2 separate regions of the Drosophila melanogaster genome follow, and region 2 is linked to region 1. Evidence: chromatin contacts called from public targeted proximity ligation data. All regions are on one chromosome and are shown on one strand. The core of a region is the stretch at or near the end of the contact, and the rest is flanking DNA. Distances in the headings are between cores, read along the strand shown.

What was found.
Region 2: a contact with region 1 is called in a targeted proximity ligation map of the Kc167 cell line, with 6 times the contacts expected there. A contact is called at or near these places in 6 of 107 Hi-C or Micro-C datasets (the Clone 8 cell line, the ML-DmBG3-c2 cell line, the S2 cell line and 3 more) and 1 of 7 datasets of targeted methods (the Kc167 cell line).

Annotation. Positions count from the first base shown.
Region 1 is chr3R:10,970,744-10,974,677 of dm6, forward strand. side-VI (sidestep VI) reads left to right here and starts at 1,638. Exons shown (of 17, transcript NM_001043240.3): 1 at 1,638-2,606.
Region 2 is chr3R:11,134,985-11,138,659 of dm6, forward strand. mAcon2 (Mitochondrial aconitase 2) reads left to right here and starts at 2,193. Exons shown (of 1, transcript NM_141785.3): 1 at 2,193-3,675. The coding sequence starts at 2,268.

The DNA of each region.
Region 1 (3,934 bases), core at 388-2,887:
AGAGTCCGCGAGTGTGTGTGTGTGTGTGTGTGTGCTGACGAAAGTGGTTTAGTGCTATCTTCATTTCGGCATTGGATTTGCCATTAGAGTTTGGCCAAGCGTGTAAATGAAATTTGATAAGATTAGGCTGTGCAATTGTTGCAGTGCTACCCATGTGTCCCATTCTTCATCCTTTGAGTGGATCGCCTTGCAAAGCGAGAGCTTTCCTTGAGTGGTATAAGAGTGAAACCGTTGGAAATTTTGAAAAAATCCCATTCATGCCAAGCAAAAGTTTTCGCGTTCCACAATTCATTCGGTTTTTTTTTTGCTGGTTTCGGGCGCATGTCTGGCGAAACCACGCTTTCGAAATCGAAAAGAGAGCCAGAGAAAGCCGAGAGAAAGTTCAGAGAAAGCGTGAGAGATGCGAGCTTCGGGTCTCGTGGTCCCATGTCAACTTACATGCTTACACCCCATTGTAGTAGAGTTTTTTTTGTAAGCGGTGTGATGCGTGATTTTGATGGTGGTGTAGGTTAAGTTGTAGCGGTGCCATTTTTTAGCCTACACCTTGAGGAAATCAATCAGGAAATTCTGATTAATTAATCACTCAGCTGGGCTTACATTTTGGGTTTAATAAGTAGGACATTAGAGTTTCTTAAAACGATGCCAGAACCCGGAAATGGTTCTATTGGTCTTTTATTCACCTATACGGACTTTATATATTTAATTGGGTTTATAGTCTTACTGCATGAACTTTAGCCAAACATTAGTGAAGTATTCATTGTAATCTGTGATCCTTGACTGGCTGCCTTGACCAGCGAAACTGCAGTAAGTGCGAGATGCTCTTGGTAACCGCTTTCTGAAACTCTCATTCATCTAGGTAGATGCGATTTTGAAGAGAGGCAGACATCGTGAGTTCGATGGAAACGCAAAAGAGAGGGAAAGCAAAAGGTTCCACAGGAATGCGTGGTGGAATATGTTTTTAGAAGGTTCGCAAGGGCAAAAGGGTGTTGAGGTAGGACTGGACACCCACGGCAGGGGGGAAGGGAAGTGGAAAGTCGCAAATAAATCATGATCGGGATTTCATATTGATATACTTCCATCATCATGGCAGCATATTCAAAAATATTGGTTCAAAAAACAATAAAAACATTTGGGATCCTTTCAAGTAAGGTATAAGATGATTTTTAATACAAGATATAGTCAACAAGGTGAATACTTTTCATAACTTTTAGTATTATTATCAATAGATAAAAATAAGAAGTGATTTATTTTTTCATTCACAAACATCTTTTTTATCTTTTGCCCCTGGTAGTTTATATTTCGTTTTTAAAACTTGACAATTCAAGTTCATGAAGCGTTTGAGGTAAGCTTACCTACCACTTGGCTTCCACAGATTGACAACCAAGACGACTTTTGGATTTTACAACCAAAACTCTTATACTCTGGCCCTTGCCAGCCGTTCTGGCTTTCGAAATCGAATCGGCGGCAAGTGTTGGCCCACTTACAAGGCTCACACACACACACACACAGGGAAACCCAAAGGATTCGACTGTTCGGCAAAGTCGAAAATGCGCGACCCGAGCGAAAGCCGAAGGATCCGAATCGTGGAGGGCGATGGCAAAAGTGGCCAAAGCCACGAATGAATGGCCAGGCGCTTTAGTACTGAAAAGGTCGTGGATTTGTGTAGTTGTCGTGCTCCGTTGCCGCCGTTTGTCGTTCTCGTTTTCGTTGTCGTGTTGTCGTTGTCGTTGTCGCTGTCGTACGGGCGGCATCGCATCGCATCGCATCGCCTCACATCGCGTAGCCGCAGTGTTGACCGTCCGCATCCGCAAACTGGCGAACGAAGCAATTGGGCTGGAAATCAAGAAACAAGTGCCACCCAACCTAGTCAAAAGTATATATCTCAATCGGTTATCGCAATTGTTGAATGCTGAATATACAACAACCAAATAAAAATAGAAAAACGTCAAGCGAGACGAGAGTGCACGTGCTAGAAGTAGAAGTAGAAACATCTCAAACGCCTGCGTTAAGTTTCTGAATGTGTTGTTATGCAAATCGCGTCCTTTTTGGCTTGAGGCAACAATACAGTGAGTGTATGTGAGTGAGTGCGATTGGGAGCGTGTATGTGTGTGCCGCAGTTACAGTGTACGACTATATATATGTGCGCTTGTGTACGCGCCCACAATGCATAAATCAAAATACACATTATTGAGCCATAAATAAAGTTCGCATCGGCTGCTACTTTAAATATTGGCCTCGCGGCTGGCGGCGATTCGAAGACGAGAAAGTTAGCAGCAGAAGCAAAGCAAAAGCAAGGCCGACGAAATCGAAATTTATGCCTCGCACCCGCCAAATACTTTGCCATATTTTTTGCTCAATTGCCTGCCGCTGCTCCTCCAACTCCTTCAGCTCCTTTTCATATGATGTGTGTGCGTCTCGCTGGCTGCATAAAAACTCGCTTAATGCCAACACGCCCTCTACAGGAGCAATAAGCAATAAGCACAGCAGCAGCAACAACTCCATTTCCTCCTAACCCCTGAGGGCTGATTTTATTACAAAGGCCGTAAAAAACGCCAAAAAGCGGAGTAAACGCCACAGCAAAAGGATACAATACGGCCGAAACAGGGGTAAGTGCATGTGGGAAGTAAATATCTACCAAAATAAACGTACATATACTTTTGTACCGACAAACCTAATCTTCAGACGAAAGTGAGCGCTCAAAAGTATGCTAAGAATAATAATGCAGGCCATTGTGCTAAGAAGGTTGAAGCATTAAAAATAGAAACATTTATTCTATTCAGCTTGGAGGTATGTGGAAATGTAATGGTATTAAAGTGAAAACAATTCCACACAAAAGGCCTGAATACAAGAAATAAATTCAGTGCTTAATTCAGTGCAGTCTTCTTGTAATAATAATTCGGAATTGAATGAAAATAAAGAGTTTTATTGGAAACAAATCTAAGACGGTGTAGGAAAATTGGAGGATTTAAATATCTTTTAGGAATTTCATTCCTAATTCCCTAATATTAAAGAATCATTTTGTTGTCAACGAATGGCAGCAAAATATTGTATCAAAAAATGGTAAAACAATTATGGAAAACCAAACGCTTGTTACGTTACTTATTAGTTAAAGGAATTTTAAATCTTTTCAAAGCTGTTGAACACAACTTGTGCTTTCTTAAATTCTTCAGCTGCGAATAAATTTTTTATAATCATTTGTCAGACTTTGCTGGTATAAAGCTTTATAAGTTTAGTCATCAGTATTGCTGAAATTCCCTGCTGATCTCTTTGAAGGCACAACGCCAAAGTGGGTCACACAGATGAGTGGAACTTACAATTTGTCTGCGATTGTGTCAGGGATAATATTTCCCATTGCCTTTGATCATTTTGTTGATGCCGGGGTGTCAGTTAGTCAGTCTGAGAAGTGCGTTAGTCTATCCCGAGGAGACATAAGCCATGGAAATCATATTAAAATGCTGTCTGTGCATAACCTACTTTTTATTTCTATATACATACATATATGGCAAGCAGAGTAGTATACAACTCAGTGAGTCTCGCACCCGGTTGCATTGTGGACTGGCTGGCTGGTAACATTCGTATTCGCATTCGCACATATATTGTTGCCATTTCACTTTTGCTGAGCACGTCTTCGCATGTGGATGTGGATGTGAATGTGAATGTGAATGTGGATATGGGTAAGGGTATATGTGTGGCTATGGGTATGGGTGTTGGCAAGGCTGCAGGCTCTTGCCAAATGCGCTTTGTTGCCGCCATTGTCAACATGGCCAGAAACGAGGAGCGGCAGCAGGAAATTTTTGCATTTTTCGGCTCAGTCAACGCAACGTGGCTTGGCAACAGGCCAGGGATGCATCAGGGGTGGGGAGCTATCTCAGATCTGATTTTCTGCAGAGCTTAAATTATTAAAAGCCTGGTCCAAAAGTTAAGGCTTCTTCTC
Region 2 (3,675 bases), core at 943-3,442, 160 kb after region 1:
TAAAAATTTTTGCCAGTCCAAAGTTTCAGTTTTGTTGCAACTTTGGCCACCGACACCACAGCGGCCACACCTACAGCTCCTCGCGCCCACCACTCCGACCACCCGCCACCACCCCGAATTCCCCGGATCAGTGCTACATATGGCCATAGTTCGTTTGCCCACATTTTCTTTCTTTCCCCGGGCACGAGTACATAAATTTTGCCGGCAATTTTCGGGCATTCGCCCAATCAGACATCAAGTCACTAAAGTATAAAAAAGAACAGAAGCAGCTAAAACTTTGAATTGTTCCGGTTATGTGGGATATTTTTCAACGTTCTCAACTATTTTGATTAGATTATAATATAAAACAGAAATTGCACTTGTGTATTTCAATGGTCAAGGAGATTTTTATGATAGATCCTTACTAAGCGAAAAACTATTCAATATAAGAACATATTTAAATTTTTATAAAGATTTATAAAGTAAATTTACTAGAATTTCAATTATTGAAATTGGGAAAATATTTTTAAAGCAATTTAAAAAACTAAAAAGACCTCTATAAAGAGTAGATAAATCCAATCAAGGGTTAGGAAACACCTACACCTGTAAGTTTCCCTTATTTATAGCCAAAGTTTAATACTTCAAATGCAATAATTTATACCAAAGCGAATGAGAATTGTCGACACTTTGAGCCGGACACTTTTTCGGCCAAGGCCAATGGACAAACGCAAATATATTTAAGCTAATTGCATTTTCCTTTCTGGAACAGGAGCATATGATGACCGGCGGGCAACGAGGCCACGAGATTGCGAATCTAATATGCGATGGCAAATGACAGCGCACAAAACTAAGCGACCATGTGTTTTGGGATGAAATTTGCACAACCTTGACATTTTCAGCCCCCCAATCAAATTGACCCACCGCGCTTCATTGGATGGAAAGCGAACGGTCGGATGGCCAGTTTCCAATTTGCAATTCGATGTTGCTGAAAGCGGAACAAGCAGCAATCGATCAATTAAACAGATTAATAATCAGCGTTTGTTCAGCTGACAAATGTATTGGAACAGCTGGCGTTTCCAGGAAGAATTCAAATAGTATTTCACGATCTTCAGACTTTCCGATATTTAAGTACAGATCTTGTACGCCAGAGTAAAAGGTTATATCATCATATCATTAGATCATGAATTAAAAGTATAAAGTTATACAACAATCTTTAAAAATTTACTAGATGAACGATTATTATCTAAAAGATCTTTAACATATTTTTATGATTTTGTACATTTTTGGGAATAACGGGCAAGCGGCGAACGGAGAAAAAGTTTTGCGGTCAAGAGTGTGTGCCAAGTAGTTGCCAATCAATTTTTGGCATCGTTAGGGAGTGGCAGGACGACAATACCATTGCCATGTTGTACGACCAGGATCCTTTGGTAGCGAGAAACCACCCTGAGCAGCAGCAGCAGCAGCAGCAGCAGCAGGCTCGTCAATGGCATTGTGGCCAACAGGCACGTCGATTTCAATTGAATGTGGTGCGGCCAACTACCAATGTCTCCTGTCTCCTGGCGCTCGTCTCCTGTCCGCTGTTCCACATCCACATCCACATCGTCATCCCACATCGCCCATTATGACACGATGCCAGCAAACCAAACACAATCACAGGAGGTTGCAGTGCCCACCGTCACACTCACTTGCAGTTGACACTTTGGTAGCCGGCTCGCATCCTGGCATCCATGCATCCCCTGTCCTTCTGTTTGTCATCCGTCCAGTTCGCTGGCACTCTTCGTCTCGTCTGTAGTTGACTGTCACTTGGCCTATGCCATCGATGGCTCCACCCTCCTTCCATCCTCCTAACCAGTCGCACGCCCACTGATTCACTTGCAACATGAAATCCGTTGAAATGCCCACTCAGCTCACCCTTTGGATGCCACTTTGCATCTGCAACTGTTGGTGCGCATCAAATACGCACGGAACAATGAGCTAACCCAATAAATATGAGTATACATACGTTTGCCGAAGGTGTGGATGCTGTTTAATTAATAGCTACGGTCGAACAGTTTATTCAGTTGCATTTTATTGGAAGATGTAATTAAATTTTAAGCTCTGTGTTTTCAGGATGGAAGGAAAATCGAAAGATGTTCTTGTATTTTGCTACAAAGTTGAATACAATTAAGATTTCGAATCAAAGCAAACCAATTTTTTTACTCCCTAGTAAATCACTTCGACTTCAACAACACGAACTGCTAACCAATAAATCAACAAAATTTGTGCAAATACAATACAAACACATTCAAATGGCTCAACGAACACATAGATATATATGTTTGGCGGGTTCCATGGTGCGAAACTTTCACACGGCGCGTTTTCCACGATGTGATAAAGTGGCAATGTCAAATTTTGATACCGGAATTCCCTTGCCCTATAAGAAGTTGAGGGAAAACCTGGATTGCATCAAGGGTCGACTGGGTGGACCGCTAACCTTGTCGGAGAAGGTGTTATATTCCCATTTGGATCAACCGGATTCACAGGAAATCGAACGAGGCAAGTCCTATTTGCGATTGCGACCAGATCGCGTTGCCCTGCAGGATGCGACTGCCCAGATGACGCTACTGCAGTTCATTTCGTCGGGCCTGAAGAAGGTAGCAGTTCCATCCACCGTCCACTGTGATCACTTAATTGAGGCCCAGATCAGTGGCGATAAGGACTTGGCCAGGGCTAAGGATCTGAACAAGGAGGTGTACGATTTTCTGTCCTCGGCGTGTGCCAAGTATAACTTGGGTTTCTGGAAGCCTGGCAGCGGCATAATTCATCAGATCATTTTAGAGAACTATGCATTTCCCGGACTACTGATGATCGGAACTGATTCCCATACTCCGAATGGCGGCGGATTGGGTTGCCTATGCGTTGGAGTTGGTGGTGCTGATGCCGTCGATGTGATGGCGAATATACCGTGGGAACTCAAGTGCCCGACCGTGATTGGATGCCATCTCACGGGTAAGATCAGTGGGTGGACTTCGCCCAAGGATGTCATCCTTAAAGTGGCCGAGATTCTGACCGTTAAAGGAGGTACGGGTGCCATTGTGGAGTACCATGGTCCTGGCGTCGAATCTATTTCCTGCACAGGCATGGCTACTATTACCAACATGGGTGCTGAAATCGGTGCCACAACTTCAATATTTCCATTCAACGAACGCATGGTCACATATTTGCGTGCAACCGGTAGAGGTGCCATCGCTGATGAGGCCACAAAGAATAAAGATCTTTTGGTTCCGGATGAGGGTTGCAAATACGATAAGGTGATCGAGATCAATTTGGACACCTTGGAACCGCTGGTGAATGGCCCCTTCACTCCCGATTTGGCCCATCCCATTAGTAAACTGGGTCAGAACTCCGAGAAGAATGGCTATCCGATGGAAATCAAAGTGAGTCTAATTGGTTCCTGCACGAACTCCTCCTACGAGGACATGGGACGATGTGCCAGCATAGCCAATGACGCACTGGGTCATGGCCTAAAATCGTGCGTTCCATTTAATGTTACCCCGGGATCGGAGCAAGTTCGAGCTACAATCGCACGGGACGGCATTATAGATGTGCTTGAGAAGTTTGGAGGCACCGTGCTGGCGAATGCCTGTGGTCCCTGCATTGGACAGTGGGATCGCAAGGATGTAAAGATGGGAGAGAAGAACACCATTGTCACGTCGT